2 separate regions of the Gossypium hirsutum genome follow, and region 2 is linked to region 1. A link is a contact called in public Hi-C data. All regions are on one chromosome and are shown on one strand. The core of a region is the stretch at or near the end of the contact, and the rest is flanking DNA. Distances in the headings are between cores, read along the strand shown.

The links. Hi-C and Micro-C count contacts between places; a contact is called where the count stands out from the background.
Region 2: a Hi-C map of leaf shows a contact between it and region 1, with 2.2 times the contacts expected there. The contact joins the enhancer-like site here to the promoter of LOC107936645 in region 1. A contact is called at or near these places in 6 of 34 Hi-C or Micro-C datasets (callus, hypocotyl and leaf).

What each region holds. Positions count from the first base shown.
Region 1 is chrD02:47,989,749-47,992,578 of Gossypium_hirsutum_v2.1, forward strand. It overlaps LOC107936645, which reads left to right and starts at 1,334. Exons shown (of 1, transcript XM_016869399.2): 1 at 1,334-2,830. The coding sequence starts at 1,881.
Region 2 is chrD02:48,189,398-48,192,227 of Gossypium_hirsutum_v2.1, forward strand. It overlaps the pseudogene LOC107936722. Among protein-coding and RNA genes, the nearest start is that of LOC107936732, 60 kb to the right of the region's middle. Within about 2 kb of position 1,449, at least 8 of the 9 cell types and tissues checked have an H3K27ac peak or open chromatin away from gene starts, as enhancers often do. A contact at or near this core is called in hypocotyl and leaf, where this site is marked.

The sequences.
Region 1 (2,830 bases), core at 84-2,583:
CTGGTTATTGAGTTATTTGAATGACTAAAAAAAGCTAAAACTATCATTTTCATATGAGCACGGAGCCCCTTAAACGCTTGCTGGCTTCCACCAAGCTAAAGGTAGGCAGGCAGGCATTAAAGTAAAAGGTAATACATACACCACATGGCATCAACCATCATTCTTTCCTTATTTTTCAATTTCACCCCCCATGAATTTCTTCTACTTCAAACAGCATTTGAGATTGGTTAGATAGTAAATATATATATATTGTATTAACGGGTGTCCATCAAATATTTATTTATAATTAAAATCATTTTAACTTTTTCCTAATGCAATAATTTTAAAAGATATGTTTCTACAGATCTCTAGTAAAAAAAATAAACTGGGGAGCATTTTCAAAGTGAAAAACTTTTGAACTTGACAATCCCAAAAACCCTTTTAGGGTTTCATCAATTACAAAGATTACAAAATTATTAGTGAAGAAAGAACAATGGAACATCATGATTATCACCATCTCCAAATACAATCAAATAAGTTGGACCAAAAACAATATTACTTGAAAGAATTATTACTTTATTTGTCTCAATGATGTATGTAGATCTAGCATGCTGCCTCCCCCATTATATCTCACCATGGTCATGCTTCTGCCATTAACAACCTTTTTTTTTCTTTAAAAGCTTTGGCATAATTCATCTCCAATGTTACATACCATTTGACTTCTGGTTTTGTGGGGGGAGAAAACACAATAGCTATTTTTATATTAATAGGATCTAGTAATTTTTTTTAACAATCGTTGAGGTTTTGGTTGCCAAATTGATTCGTATTTGATATGAACAAGACTACCAAAGTAAGCAAGCATATGAGGGCAGGAATAAAAAGCCAAGGAAGTTAAGTGTTGAATCCTGCAGGGGACCATGACAATGGGATCTGTCGGTACAACACGTGCTGAAGATCTAATATGAAAAAGAACCATGGGAAACATTTGTAAAAGAAAAAGTGGACCAAATTAATTTATGCATTCTTAACTAAGCTCTTTTTATGCTTTTTTTTTTTTTGCCTGATAGGTAACTTTCATCAATCCAATAATAGAACAAAAAAGAAATGAAGAAAACAAATCTAATTAAGAACGTGGTTTGTGTCACTTAGCATGGGCAAGAAAAAGTCAATACTCAAGAAAGATAAAGTGGAGAAAATCCGGGAAAAAGTTAAGAAAACACATGACAGATTGATGGATTTGGACCATATTGATTCAAAACACTTGCTAAAAGTGAGAGAGCCTGATTCTGTATTTTTAAAATTGTCTCAGTGAGTACACATTAATATTTCAATAAACATTGAAATTTAACGAGTCTCATCCATAGTTTTATTTGATGGATGATTTACAGGTATCATTTTTAGTCTTATGCGCTAACCCTAAACCCTAGATCGAAATAGTCTTCCTAAAGAAAAAAAAAAAGGTAAAGGTTGTTATATTGGAGTATTTGCAACTTTACTGAAAATTGCTGTTGCATTCACTTATAATGTCCCTACATAATTATACATGTAGGAAATAGTGCTTTTTTCTGCAACACTGTTTTTCTCTTTGTCTAAAGAAAAAACGTAAAGCTAACGCCTTCTCTATGCTTTTTATTATCATTCAATCTACCTACAAGTGTTAAGCTACTACCTCTTGCAATACTTGAATATCTAGAGAGCCTTTACCTACCCTTTTTTTTCATATTTGATTTGATCCTTTGCTTCCTTGATCAGCTTCAATATATGCCTATTAAAGCAAGCATTTTGATCTTTATACCCTTTTTCGATTTGTGTGTTTTGTGTCTTGTCCCTGAAGTAATCCCTGATAAGCCAATCTTTCTCAAGTTTGGAGCTCCATTTTAGTTACATGATGAAGAGAAGCCATGAAAGTGAGAGGCAAAGCTGTGGAAGTGTACAACAACAACAACAACAACATTGATTTTTTCCAAGACTATAGCACTTCATCGGATGTTGTTCCATGTAGGAAACATCCACAATCGTCTTCTGCTGGTGTATGTGCGTATTGTCTTAAGGATCGTTTGATCAACTTGGTTTGCTCCGACTGTGGTGAGCAACGCCTTTCGTCTTGCTCTTGCTCTGAAATCGCCACCAACCCTCGAAATTCATGCGCCGGTGGTGAAGTGGGCAGCGTTGGTCGGGTCTCCTTCTTGATAGAGAATGAAAACAGCAGAGATCATCAAGTTTCAAACCCCAAGGCTAAAAGCACTAGTAGTGGAAATAATACTAAATCAGAGGATGTTATCTTGCTCAAGAGAAGCAATAGCAGCTGTGTGGAGATCAAGAAAAAGAACGGGTTTTGGAGAATTGGGAGGTTTTTCAAGAAGAAGAGGGACAAAGAGACTAACTGTGGGAAGAGTGTTTGTGGGGGTGATGAGAAAAGTGATTTGTGGGTGGTTGATTACATGGGGGTTTCAAGGTCAAGGTCTCTTTGCAGTTTCAGAGGGGGTGGGTTTTTTGGATCAGAAGATGGAAGTGACGTTATGAACTTTTCAGGTGCTAGGAGCTCGATTTCGGCTGCACGGAGTTCCGGCGTCAATGGCGGTTTGCTCTTTGATCCTGAGAGGAAAAGTGGGTTTAGTGAAGCAGAACCAAGGAGAAGTGGTTTTGATAGTGAAAGAAGAGACAGTACTTTTATGGAGTCCGATATTGCAGCCATTAGGAAAAGTGGCGTGGCCGGCGGCAGTTTCATGGATGTTGATGGGGGTTTTAGTGGTGCAAACAGGCGGGTCTTTTCTTTGAAAGAGAGTTATTTTAATGGTGGGGATGATTCGGGTTTCATTGACTTAAAATTTGATTTTCAAGCAGAGTCTAA
Region 2 (2,830 bases), core at 199-2,698, 200 kb after region 1:
TAATTGACATTGACATTATTGTAAGTATAAGGTAATCTGAATTTGAGCGCACTGAAACACTTTTATCATCGTATTTAAAAGTTGGAGAGAGATTATGAATAATTATAAACATTATATAAAAATTATAATAATATAGATACCTAACAACTACCTCTTCGAGTTTTAGCATTTTTATAATAAATAAAAAATTAATTAAACTTATGAATTATTCAAATTAAACATTGAAATAGTTAGAGTTGAACTCCATAATCAGTTAATAGAAATTAAATTGTTTTAAGGACTAATCAGATTACTAACAATGCTTAATATATTATTTGATATCTGAGTTTGATATTTTTTTAATGTGATATTTATATTATTTTCTATATCAATTTAGTATTTGTATTTGGCAAAAGATATATATTTTGGTACTCAAAGGTAACGGTGTTAACTTTTTAATGTTTAATTCGAATTTTAGAATTGATTTGATGAATATTAATTACTAATATTAATATGTTTGGATTTTTCATAATTTTATTAATAGAATAAATTTAATATTAATTGAACTAATTGCTAATATTGTTAGCTAAATATAAATTTTCATCAAATCAATTCTAAAACTTGAATTAAACATTAAAAGATTAACATGATTATTTTCAGACACCAAAATATATAACTTTTTGTGAAATACAAGTATCACATTGAAAAAAAATAACACAAACACCAAATTAAAAAAGAAGAAGTTAAACTCAATACCAAATTATGCATTATGACTATATCTGATTTTGGAAAAAAATATAAGCCAAAAAATAGGTTTGGATAAAAAAGTAAGACCCATTTTCTAAATGGATTGGGGCTTGGGTAAACTTTTTTTTGCCTGGGCCTCGACCTAACCCGAATTTGCAAAAAAAACGAACTACTTTGTTTTTATTATTATTTTGCTACTGTCTTTTCATTGTTTTGTTATTATTTCGCTATATTATATTTCTATTATTTTATTGTTATTGTTTGAATATTGTATAACTGTTGTTTTATTATTAATTTTGTTACTATTTTAGAGCTATTTGTTTGCTAAGTTACACCTATTTTTTTTCTATTTTGTAGGAAACATTTATTTTGTATTATATTTTTTAAATTTATTTTTATAGAAAAATTTTTAATACGAGTGCGTTCAGCCAAACTCGAGTTTTAGCATTTTTATCTATGTTAGACTTAGACAAAATTTTAGACCCATTTTTTGAACAAGAACAAGAACAAGTCCAGACCTACACAACGGACCTAGATTTTTGATTTGATCTGATCCGAACCTGACTCAACTCATCGGCTCTAATTATTGTTAATAAAGAATATAATTAAAAGATGCAGGTGGCAGAACTTAATTGGTGAGTAAAAATTAAAACCCTAAACAGATAGCACGTTTATAGATCCCAGGAATTCCGGAGTGACCAGCTCTGAAGAGGCCAGAGCCGTTCTAGAGAGCGGGCACGTAGCCTGTGTTCCTTCCTCATTCCACTGTCCTCACTTCCCATACGCCTTTCTCTTTCTCTTCTCATCCATTTTTAATAAACTTAGGTAAAATAAAATAATAATAATAATAATAAAACAGCAGAAAGGGCCATGAATTTCTGTTTGGTTGCTCCTGTCATTGAACTTCCCTTATCTTCTGCTTAATGATTACTGCCATTATCCTGTGAATGTGTGTTCGTTAAATCCTTTGATCTTTTACATCATCATTTGACGTCATGTATATTTCCACCTCTTCTTCAGCTGCTTCCTCTTTCTTAAGAGCAGCTTCCTCTTACACTCGTTCTCGCTTTTTTCCTTCTTCTTTAAGAAATCTCAATCCCGCCTCTTCTTCTGCTCTTAACAACCAGCGATCTACTGCCTCCGTCGTTGTTCGTTCTTTCCATTCCTCTGCTTCGCGATGGTGCCACCGTCTCGATTGGAGATCTCCTATTAGCCTCCCTGCTCAGATCAGAGCCTTTAATCCTGTCATTGAACGCTTTCAGAAGCATTTTGCTACTATGGGTACCACTCTCCAATACTTTTGGAGCTTCTTTCTTTCGCTTGCTTTTGATTCTGTTTTAATCTTAATTCAACATTTTATTTGCTGATTTTAGTTTTAGTTTAGATTAACGTCTCTGACTTTCTCACTCTAAGTCGAAGTCTTTGTTAGTTTTCAATGAGCGAGAGGCCTCAAATTTAAAATTTTTAATTGTTTTTTTCCGGTTCATAATTAACATATCATTATTGATTGCAGGATCAAGGAGATATATATTTTTTGAAATTAGTATAATGTTTGGAAAGTATTCTAAAATTGACAATTCAATTCATCACCTTGGAGTTTTGATTTGGTTAACATGTTTTTATGGTTTTCAGCTGCTGAACATCCTTTTAAGGAAGTGTTGACGAGTCTTCCCAAGCCAGGTGGTGTCGAGTTTGGAAAGTTCTATAGCTTGCCTGCTCTCAATGATCCAAGGATTGGTAATTTTCTCGTACAACTATACATAGTATATACATTCACTCGATGACTTGGTTGGATATACTACTTCATGCCTTGGGTCCAGCCCAGTAATTTCCATTAGTTATGTGACTGATTGTGTCTGTCCCTTGCTTCTGCTGTATATGTAATAGATAAACTACCATACTCGATCAGAATCCTGCTTGAGTCTGCTGTTCGTAATTGTGACAACTTCCAAGTGAAGAAGGAAGATGTTGAGAAAATTATTGATTGGGAAAATACATCACCAAAGCAAGTTGAAATCCCCTTCAAGCCAGCTCGTGTTCTATTACAGGTGTTTGATAATCCTTGTTATGCATATACATATTTATATTCTTCTCGACTAAAGGA